Linked DNA regions of Rattus norvegicus: region 2 is linked to region 1. The links are chromatin contacts, called in public Hi-C maps. All regions are on one chromosome and are shown on one strand. The core of a region is the stretch at or near the end of the contact, and the rest is flanking DNA. Distances in the headings are between cores, read along the strand shown.

Region 1 (5,485 bases), core at 1,179-3,678:
AGCTTGGAGCTTGCCTGGCTAGGCTGGCTGGCCACCATGCCTCTAGGATGCATCTGTGTTTTCTCTGCCTGTGGCTACAGGTGTACACCTCCATACCAGACACGTTACACAGCTGCTGGAAATCTGAACTTGGGCCCTCATGCCTTCACAGCGAGCATTTTATCCACTGAGCCATCTCCTCAGCTCCCATTCCTTTTTAAAGATCTATTATATGAGTACACTGTAGCTATCTTCAGACATCCCAGAAAGGACATCGGATCTCATTACAGGTGGGTGTCGGCTCCCATTTTAATGGCTTTAATACATTTTCTGAGTTACGCAGCCCTCACCATGGGTACACTGTTTTTGTTTTCTGAGTTAATGTCTTCTGTATATCCCTGACCAGCCTGCTACTATATAGACCAAATTGTCCTTGAACTGAAGGCAACCCTCCTGCCTCAGTCTCCCAATTGCTGGGATTACAGGTGTTTACTACCACACCTAGTTTCACAGCCTAATTTTAAAATGTCTTAGCACTCCATAAATGAAAGTGGTGGATTGGCTTTTGCTGACAAAACACACATCCAAACCAAAATACCTTCCTTCCTACACCAATTCCAGCCCAGGGCAGAGTAGAGGCCATCGAGTCATGACTAACTACCCTTCCTGCTTTCCCAAGCCTCTCCTGGCTTTTTCCCTTCCTGTGAGCTAGGCCTGGCTGAGGGGTATTTCCCACCCCATGTCAGCTTCAGGGAGGAAACCACTATGATTCAGTGCTCATCTTGGGATGGAAGCGTTTTCTTGAGGTTGCAGTTCTCCATTACCACAAGTGTGCAAAGCATGATGGCTCTTGGAATTCCTCTGCACAGCACTCTAGGGGTCCTGGCTGCACCTGCTGGGCATTTCTCATGGCCATGGAGTTCCCACTGTTTCAGAACATACAACTTTTCTCCTTTCTCCAAGCCTTCACCTTTCATCTACTTGGCCAGTGAGGCTGGTCACAGGGCCTGTGGTCATGGTGTCAGTGGACTTGCTCTCTCTGGTCTCTTTAAGTTTCCCCTTCCTTACTGGGTAAGTTTTGGGTTTTGTCTTGAATTTTGTCTTTCGTTCATGGATGGATTTAACAGCTGTTATTAAAAATGATTGAATCAAACAACTGTGCAGGGCCTAAAGGGCTGTCCACAGAAGCTACAATATTCTCAGTTTTCTCTCATTTTTAGGGATGGCCTATTAGATCTAGTTCAAACTGCTTACAATAACTGGGTCCCCCTTCTTTGACCTCCGGTTTCCCAGGCCACACTTAGGAGCTGGTTGGCACAGGGTTTCCTTGTGCCTCTTCTCAAGTACAGGTGTTTGGCTGGTACCTGACCTCCAATTTCCAGCCAGCCCAGGTTTGGCTGGACTCCTGTCTGTCTGCCCTATCATTCTTCCAAATGGGACTCTGGGCCATTCTACCCTCAAGGATTTTCATTTCCTCTTGTCTTCATTTTTCACCTAAGGGAAGTTGCCTTGGCTATGTGTCACCAGGGCTTTCGATTCTCCGAAGTGGGAACATTGAGGTGGGGTTCTGCCTCATCCCAGAACTACCTTATCGAGGACTCTTGCCTGCTTCTAACTGGGTTCGAGCCAGGTGAGGGACAGAGGCAGGCCAGTGAGGGGTGGACGTGGGCACCGTTGAGGAGGGCTGGAGGTTAGGGAATGTTGAACTGGCAATAAAGAGTTGTTGACCTAATAGGGGCCACATCTTGCTATGGGGCGCAGCAGACTGAGGCGGAGTTGAGAAGGGACGGAGAGCTGAGCTGAGAGGCGTTAGGGAGGAGTTAGCTCGAGGGCTCTGAAAAGGTGCGGGTGGATTTCCGTCTTGGATGCAGTGCCTTAGGCGAGGTCCAAGCTAAGACGTGCTCTGGAGGATTAGGGCGGGGCGAGAGGTGTTAAGGGCGGGGTCAGAACCAAATAGAGGATCTAGGCAGTTCTGACAGCGGATCAGCATCAGGCTTAAGTCCAGGTTAGTGAAGTGCTGAGAAGTGAGAGAGATCAGGGTGGTGTCGAGGGAAGGGTCGGAGGCTTTGGCTATGGTGGGGTGCGGGCGGTGCTCGGAGAAGGGTCGGGGTGGTGAGAAGTCTAGAAAGGGTTTCTGGGGGAAGTCCGGACTATAGTGACAGGATAGGAGGCGTTGGTACGGGAGGGGGCAACTGGGCGGTCCTGGGGGCGGGACCCAGACGCGGAGTGGCGGGAGATGGGCGGTACTGGGGATCAGGGAGGCTCGCCCCGCCCTGAAGGCGGCGCAAGAGCGGGCCTGAGGTAGCCCTGGGCCGGCGCGGCACCGACGGCTGGCAGAAAGCTCTGCGGAGGGCCGGGCAGTGCGCTCCCAGGCGGAGCCGAGTCCGCGGGGCTCCGGAGCGGGGCGGGGCCGTCGATCGGTCCGCCGCGCAGCTCGTTCAGGTGCTGCGGCCGCTCCACGTAGCCCGGCGCGGAGCGGGCTAGAACACAGGGACCTCGGCCCGCGGCTGTCGTAAGCCCAAGACGGGCCCTTGGGTCCCAGGACTCCCGTGGAGCTATGGCGGGCCCTGGCCCGGGAGACCAGGACGAACACTACGATTTCCTGTTCAAGCTGGTGTTAGTGGGCGACGCGAGCGTGGGCAAGACGTGCGTGGTGCAGCGCTTCAAGACCGGCGCCTTCTCCGCGCGTCAGGGCAGCACCATCGGTGTCGACTTCACCATGAAGACGCTGGAGATCCAGGGCAAGCGGGTCAAGGTGGGAGGCGGCGCGGCCCGCTGCTTTGCTCCCGGCGGGCGGTTCGTGGCCAATCCTTCAGCTTCCCCTTCTTTCGGAACGGGTTTGGGCCTTGATGTCCGCTCTGGGTTCAGGTCTGAAAGCACCGCCGTGGGCTCTGGGAATGGTGACAGTGGGCCAGTGCGTGGAGGAGGAAGCCCGCACCTCACTCCCGCCCCCCGCGCTCACAGCGTGGGGACTCCGAAACAACTTGCGGTGGAAGGCAACCTGCGGGCCGTTCTGTGAGCGCCACGCATGCCGGGAGAGACCCTTCCCTGCGCGGCCCTCTGGGGAGCACTCAGCCAAATAACGACATCCCCGTGACCGGGAGGGACCAGGAAGTAGTGGCTGCTAGGACCGGAGGTCCAAAAGTTTTTGTCAGAATTTCCTCCCTGACCACGCCTCCCCGCAGTCTCTTTTATGGACCTGGTGGTGGAACTTGACTCCAGCAGGGCCAGCCAGCACAGGGTGGGGGTGGGGGGCCTCCCCGACTAAGGGTTGATAGAAACCGAAAACTTCATCACAGATACCGGAAGGTGGGGGAGAGAACCAAACTTTGGCAATGACCCCAGCAGAAACAGCAGGATGTGGTTGCCACAATGTCCTGGCAATGATTTGATAAATAATATTTGTGATGAATGAAATCAAGTTTCTTAACCTAGGTGTCTGTCCTCCCTAAAACGGTAGCATCCTGGACAGGACACAGCATTGTTCTTGAGCACAGAGGCCCTCAGTAACTTTCCTGATTCGCACCCTACAGAAATCCTTTGCCGCTTTTCATGGTTTCAGGTTCACAAGGATCTTCAAGACAGCTTTAAAGAGAACTGGGTGGGGGCTGTCCTGTGTTTTCAGGAAGTGAAGCCTGGGGATGGGAGCCTCTTCACCCTGTTGCTGTTGTGGCTCTCTGCTCATTTGGGTGGCAGTAGGCCTGTTCTCTGTTGTCCTTGGCTGGGATACTTAGCTCTTTGTTTCTATAAAGTTGGGATAATTTCTGGGTGTTGCCTCTCTCCTGTCCCATCGTGTAGAAAAAAAAAAGGCAAGTCAACAGTCATTTTTATGGCCACTGTGCCTCTAGAGATTTGCTTGCAAGGCTTTAAATGGCCTTTTGGGTTTCAGTATATTTTGGTTTCCATGAGGTGGAAAAGGGCCAAGTGCAGGCAGGCAGGCAGGTTGAGTTGTTCTGGACCGTCCCTTTGGAGCAGGTGGCCAGAGAAGGGCTGTCATGGGTGGAGTATGTCCATGGTCAAGTTGGTGCTTTCTGATAATGCCAGGAGCGAACAGTTCAACGTGCAGTGTGAAAACAGAAGCATATGGAGGACGGGTCCCCTTTGGGAGCTGTTGGCCTGTGCTGACTGGTCAGGGAGGGGGCAGTATTCCTGTTTACCTGTGGAGATAACCTGTCACCCAGTGCAACCCTGGATGGACTGTGCACTTGAGCTCAGGTTATGCAATATACTACCAGGCAGTTTGTTATTTCTTTTCCTTACGGTCACTCCAGCTTTTCCTCTTAGGAGGCAGCCTCGAGGGCCTGGGAGTAGCAGAGCTGTGTCAGTGTGGTAATACCTCAGAGCTGTGTTGCCTGTCCTTTCTATAAGCTATTGTGAGTCAGCTGTCTAATGGTGTGTTCTACAGACTGGAGCCCATTGTTACTGATAATTATTCTTTTTGTGGTGCCGTGGGTTGAACTTGGGACTCTTTGCATAAGCTCTGCCAGTAAGCCTGTCTCCCACCTCTTCTAGGCTTTGTAAGAGTTTGAGGAACCTTAGAGACAGGCCAGCTGCTGCTGTAGGTCTGCTGAGGTTGGAGGTTCCCAGGAGTGAGTTGGGAAGGCCGAGAAGACAGAGGTTCTGCTTCCCCATCAGTCAGAGCAAAACCATCTTATTCACTTCTGTGTTCAGTTGTCAGAGCAAAACTATCTTATCCACTTCTGTGTTTCAGTCTTACTTGTTTGTTTAGAGAGTTCTGCTATAGTGGAAAGTTGAAAATAACACATTCAATCAAGTTTTTTTTTTTTTTTTTCTATAGTTACTTCCCGTTACAACCACTGTGGTTCATTCTACTTGAAGAGATGGGTCTTCTGTCTCTGCAACCCTATTTTCTAACCTCTATAGCCTGCTTCTTTAAATATCCCTAGATTGGATGACCTTTGCATCTGTTTCCCCTTGTCATACTGTGTCCCCTAGATCCCTGTGTGACTGATATTTTATTGTTCAGGTCCTAGCATGAATACTGCTTTCCCAGAGTCCTCCCCTGCCCTCTCGGGTGTCTTTTCCCTATCTATCGTCTATGTGCTTATAGCACTCACCTGGATTGTTTGTCTCTTCCTGTTGAAGATAAGCCCCTTAAAGACCCAGATCCCTTTGGGCAGCGTCAGACACATATGTTCTTTATATGCTTGCTTACTGGTTAATATTTACAGAGGGAGCGGAAGCCAAGGAAAGTGAAGTAACTGGTTTACCCGAGGTCTCCTACAAGTCAGGGACAAAATCAGGATTTGAACTCTGGAATTGGCTGGCTTCTGGGTAGAGTGCTTACTTTCTGATTCCCTCTGAGCCCGGAAAGGCCGCTCCAAAGTTCTGGAGGCTGATGACGTGGATGAAGTACTTCACTCACTGAGCAGAGTGTGCTTTGGGGCCGCTTTGCTTTGTCTTTCTTCTCTTCCCCTCTGTTTTGTTTGTTTTAAAGACAGAGCTTAATGTAGTTTAGGCTGGCCTCAAACTCACTATGTAGCCG
Region 2 (5,485 bases), core at 1,632-4,131, 270 kb before region 1:
TTCAAGTATCTGTAAGCACAAAACATAAGGAGACAGCAGAAGGCCTCTATGTAACCAAAACTGCTGTTCCCCATCTGAGTGCAGTGGCAAAGGCCCTCGTGGCCACTATGGCACACTCCTGTACACTTATCCTTCAAAGTCACCAGCCGGGGAACCAGGTTAACTCCCAGAGGTTGCTGAGGCTTCTGGAGTGACAGACTGTGGGTAGTCTGTGGAAAACATACATGCACTCCACTGACCCTTGGCTAGACTAACCTAATGCTCCTCCAAAATGAAACAAAACAAAAAACTATTTTCTAAGACTAAAGCAATAATTCCCAGCAGAGAATGTACTACTAAAAGAATAATTTTATGTGTTGTTCTAGGACCTGCACTCAATGCCTGGTGCAGTTTAGCATGTGCTTTACCACTGCACCACACCCCAACCCCACAGGAAATTGTTTTCTTTTGAGACAAGGCCTCCACAAGTTAGCCTTCAACTCCCTTTAGGATGACCTTAAACTACTGATCCTCCTGCCAACTGTTGGAGCTATGTAGGCAATTGTCACTCTATGCCTACTCCAAGAGCAATTTTTAAAATATTATCTTTAGTATTTCAGAATCTTAGAATTTAGTTATATAATCATTCTCAATAATACTGGACTGGAAATGTTTTAAAATGCCATTATTTTGACTAGATCCTTACAAGGGCAGCATTCTAGTATACTCTTGCTCATTCAGAACTCTTCGTTAATGCATCTTATTTATACTAATAAAAAATATTCATTACTTAAAAGGTGAGAAAGCTAGGTATGGTGGTACACAACTGTAGTTCCAGTTCAGTTAGAACAGAGAACCAAGATGACCAGCAGTTCAAGGTCATTTTTAGCTTTCAGCATTCTGAAGGCTGAGACAGGAGGATTCCAGGTTCCAAAACAGTCTGAGGGCTGCACAGCAGTACCCTGTCTTGAAACAGTGAAAGAGAAAAAGATGGTTCAAACTACAAATTCTACTGCCCTACTAGTTCTATAAAAGGTTCCTGTATCCATCCACCTCACTCAAGTTTCCAAGGCAATGTGTGCTCTTTCTTAAGTTTAGCATTCAGTTGCGTCTCACCTAGGTAAGGAGTATAAACTGGTCTTCCTCCAGAATTAACACAACTGTGAATAAGTTGGTAACATGACTATGAAGCTGAATCACAAGTCCTAATTTCATGTCAAGGACAGAAAGCAAGGCAGCAATAATGCAGGAACAAGGGTGTGGAACAAATCAGACCTCCATTTGGGGTTAATAAGCTCCAAAACCAGAAACTTCCTCAGCCATGTAAGAATACCTGTACCTCAAAAGGTTGCTGTAAGGGTGGAGAATGGGCCTAAAATACCTGCCACAGCCTTCTCTTTTCCTAATCTTTTCTTTTTAATGCTCATGGGTGTTTGTTTCCATGTCTGTGCACCCTGAAACGGGAGTTACAGATGGCTGTGGAATTGAACTTGGATGCTCTGAGCCATGTGAAGAGACCCAATCTGTATGTATTTTACACCAGGACAGCAGGGTGACAAGCATCTGCTGTGATCTGATTATACTGTGACCTCATTAAGTCATGACTGGTTTTCACAAAACAGAACTGAACATCCAAAACACTCACGGGTAGAACTGCAAATTAAATGTCTTTCCAGAAGTATTTGAGGAAAGCCATGCTTCAGCATGAACAAGGTTTCAATGTAAAGGGGACAGGAGACAGGTCGGTGACTATTTGAAGTCCAGCTTTATAGCTCCGCAGTTAAAAGAACCTGTACTTTGAAATGTGATACTGTAATGACCAGTCTCCTAATAAATTGGGTAATCACTTAATGAATATAGTTAATGAGAACAGTAATAAAAAGTAACCTGTGTGGATATTCCCTCTATTCCCAAAGCCAACGATTTCTTTCCCTAAAAGGTGTAAATGCACACAAGGGTAAATGCTGAGGTGTTCCGATGAGAGGCGGTGGAAAGGAAGAGACCTGGGCTGCACCCCTATGCACAGCATAGGGGGCTGACTCTTCAAACTAACTCAAGAAGTCTGAACATTAAGAAAGCGTTAAGCAGCAGCTTTCAGAGGAGTGTCACATTAACCGGGTGTGAGAAATGACAAACTTTGATACCAGAAACCAGCTTGAACGCTGTTGCTATCTAGAGAGAACAGACTACTCCAGTCAACTGCATTCAAGAATTGATCTGTCTTAACTCTCTGATAGTCCTCAGACGATCATGTCCAGGGGACAGAAAAGAAGCTAGGTACCCGAAGTACCGCCATAGCCAAGACCCTCCTGAGGTGTGGAAGAAGGTCTTCAGGAGACCAAGGGGTCGCCTGGAGCTCCGGAGCTGCCACGTGGGCGGCGCCCGACGCTCGGAAGCTTCTGCTGACGTGTCCGATAGGACACGCGGACAGGAGGAACGGCGGACCTCTCCGCTGTCCCCTCCACACCTACCTTTCAGACAACCAGACGCCTAGTGGATCCCTAACGCCATAACTTCCCCGCCCCGTCCCGACCTCCCCAGGGATCTCCGGTCTCCTCAGGCATCCTGCGTGAGGTTCGCCGGCTCCTCCCTCCGCTCACCTGCACGCCTAGGTGTGCAAGTCGCGACTCCAGTTCGGGCTCCAGGGCCAGAACGAAAGAGCTGGCTCGTGCTGTAGAGCCGCCGCCCGGGTGCGCCAGGACCACCTCAGCCGTCACCTTGGCTAGGTGGCTGCTCAGGTCCACCGTGCGCTTCACGTCCTCGTTGACCAGCGGCGGAGCCTCCGAAGAGGCGCTGCCGGGCGTCGGGGCCAAGGCCCCGAGCCATAGCAGCAGCAGCAAGACGATCGGCGCCTCCATGACCGCGAGCTGAGCGCCACCGACACGCGCCCCGCCCCCCCCCCGCCACGGCGCAACCGTTGATTGGCCAACAGCACCACAAGATGGCTGGGCCGGGTCAGGAAGGACCCCGTCTCCAAGGCAACCGGGCGCCCATGGGGCGCCTGATTGAAAAATCTTAAAGCGCAGGCACACGTCTTTGAGCGCTTATTAGCTAGACTCACCAGTGATTTCTGTGGTAGTCGTCCTTCCTTATCTCCTGTTTCCTTCATGCTTATGCAAAAAAAAAAAAAAAAAAAAAATGGCCTCTCCGCTCAGAAACAGCTTAGTCTAAGGAAATAAGTTTGCCTTCTCTACATTGATATGAATACTAAGTGGGCAAAAGTTTAAAGAAAAACGGGAAATTTCCAAAGATTCAAGTCTCTCCCCTAATATTTAGTTCAATTTTTAATATGAGCGATGGCAGAAACCTTAAGCAACTAACCAAGGCTGATGATATTAACATCAAGTATCTGTTGGCACTTAGCACAATTGTAGAAGTCCAAGGTGAAGTTACTGGCAGGACTAAGCTGTCAGGTGAGGGCTGCTCTTTACTACCAAGATGGAACTTTGGCATTGCATTGTCTAAAGAAGGAATCGCATATCGTCATATGACAGAAAGGCAGGAAAGGGTCTCTCTGCGGCAAGACCTTTTACAAAGGCTTCTTGCAGATGGATTCCTCTAGTGCTGTCTCTCCCAAAGTCACACTGAAGAATTAATGACCTAAAACAAATGAACTTCAAGCTAGTGGAAAAACTCTAGTCGGTATACTGATAACACCTGATAAGAAAAATAATGTAGCAAAGAGAACATCTACTGGCATTATTGGGCCTTGAAACCATTTAAAAACAACAACAACAATGATGATAATAATGATAAAGAAAAATCTACTGATAAAACTTTGCTCCCCTAAAGTCCCGTTTCAACCCTATAAAATCTCGAAGCCCCCTGCACGATTGTGGTGTACAGTCTCCACTCACAAAAGGAGACTGCTGCTCCTTCATTCGCTCTGACTAAGGGCAATAAGGCCTTGGTAGAGATCTGTCACCTCTTTCATTTCCGTGTTGCCTCTTATCAATTCTGATCTAATGAACATGTCCCAATATTGTTGCTTGAAGGATGTAATTTAAAGGTAAATTTTGGGGGTTGGGGATTTAGCTCAGTGGTAGAGCGCTTGCCTAGCAAGCGCAAGGCCCTGGGTTCGGTCCCCAGCTCCGAAAAAAAAAAAAAGAAAAAAAAATTTTGGAAGGAGATGGAAATATTCAAACACTGACACTGGCTAATGAGAGAGCGGAGGGAAGGACATGCTCCTCCCTACAGAGAAGAAGTCAGGAAATTAGCACCTGCAGGCCAACAATCTGTCTCTCTCTATAAAGTTTTATTGGAACATAGCTACATTCATTTGCCTGTAGCTTATGATTGCATTCACACCATAGCAGGAACAGAATGTAGTGGTGAAACAGACCGTATAACCCACAAAACAAAACTACTTATTGTTTGCACACTAGTACATACATTATGTATGGAGAGATGGCTCAGTGGTTAGGAGAATGTGCTGCTCTGCCAAAGGACCTGCCTGTCACTCAAGGACCAGGATCTGATGCCCTCTTCTGACCTCCACAAGCATTGATACACAGATGTACTGTTCCTCTGCCTCAATTTTTGTCTGTCTTTGTCTCTCTGTGTCTCTGTTTCTCTCTCTCTCTCTCTCTCTCTCTCTCTCTCTCTCTCTCACACACACACACACACACACACACACACACACACATACACACCACGCACACATAAATACAAATTTAAACATAAATCTTTTCTTTTAATGATACCTGGTTGTAGTGGTACATGCCTGTAACCCTCCAGTACTTGGGAGGAAAGAATACAGCAAATCCAGGACCAGCATAGAATGTTTGCTTCAATGTAACAACAACAACAACAACAATAAGAAGTATGGCTGCTCTATTACCACATTCACCAGGGCAAAGCTCTGCTGAGGATAGCAGAGGCAATACAGCAGCCATTTAAAATAACATCCAAAACCAGAATTTGCTCAACTCTTCCAAACTTAAAAATTATAAAGTTAGGTGGTTGGAGAGAGGACTTAGCAGTTAAGAGCACTGGATGCTCTTATAGAGGACCAAGGTTCAATTCCTAGAACCTGCATGGCTTCTCACAACACCAAGTCCAGTTCCAGAGGATCTAATGTTCTCTTCTGGACTCCACTCACATTTCTGGAATGTGCTGCTCGGACATTTATGCAGACAACACACCCAGACACAATTAAAAAATATTTGAAAATAACAAAATCATTATTGAGAGTGTTAAGAGGGTAACTAGGTAGATAGCTCAGTCAGTAAAATTCTTGCCACTCAAGCATAAAAACCTGAATTTGATCCCCAGAACTCATAAAAAAAAAAAAAGCCAGGGACAGTGATATACCCTTGCAATACCACCAGTGGGGAGGCAGACACAGGTAGATTTGTTTGCTCTCCAGTCTAGCCTACTTGCAGAATGGAAGTCAAAAAAAATGGAACACGGGGCTGGAGGGATGGCTCAGCAGTTAAGAGCACTGATTGCTCTTCCAGAGGTCCTGAGTTCAATTCCCAGCAACCACATGGTGGCTCACAACCCT

The links. Hi-C and Micro-C count contacts between places; a contact is called where the count stands out from the background.
Region 2: a contact with region 1 is called in a Hi-C map of liver, with 3 times the contacts expected there. The contact joins the promoter of Rpn1 here to the promoter of Rab43 in region 1. A contact is called at or near these places in 3 of 12 Hi-C or Micro-C datasets (the Rat2 cell line, liver and mammary epithelial cells).

The regions. Positions count from the first base shown.
Region 1 is chr4:121,823,454-121,828,938 of GRCr8, reverse strand. It overlaps Rab43 (RAB43, member RAS oncogene family), which reads left to right and starts at 2,428. Exons shown (of 3, transcript NM_001024331.2): 1 at 2,428-2,734. The coding sequence starts at 2,537.
Region 2 is chr4:122,098,372-122,103,856 of GRCr8, reverse strand. Rpn1 (ribophorin I) reads right to left here and starts at 2,881. Exons shown (of 10, transcript NM_013067.2): 1 at 2,580-2,881. The coding sequence starts at 2,837.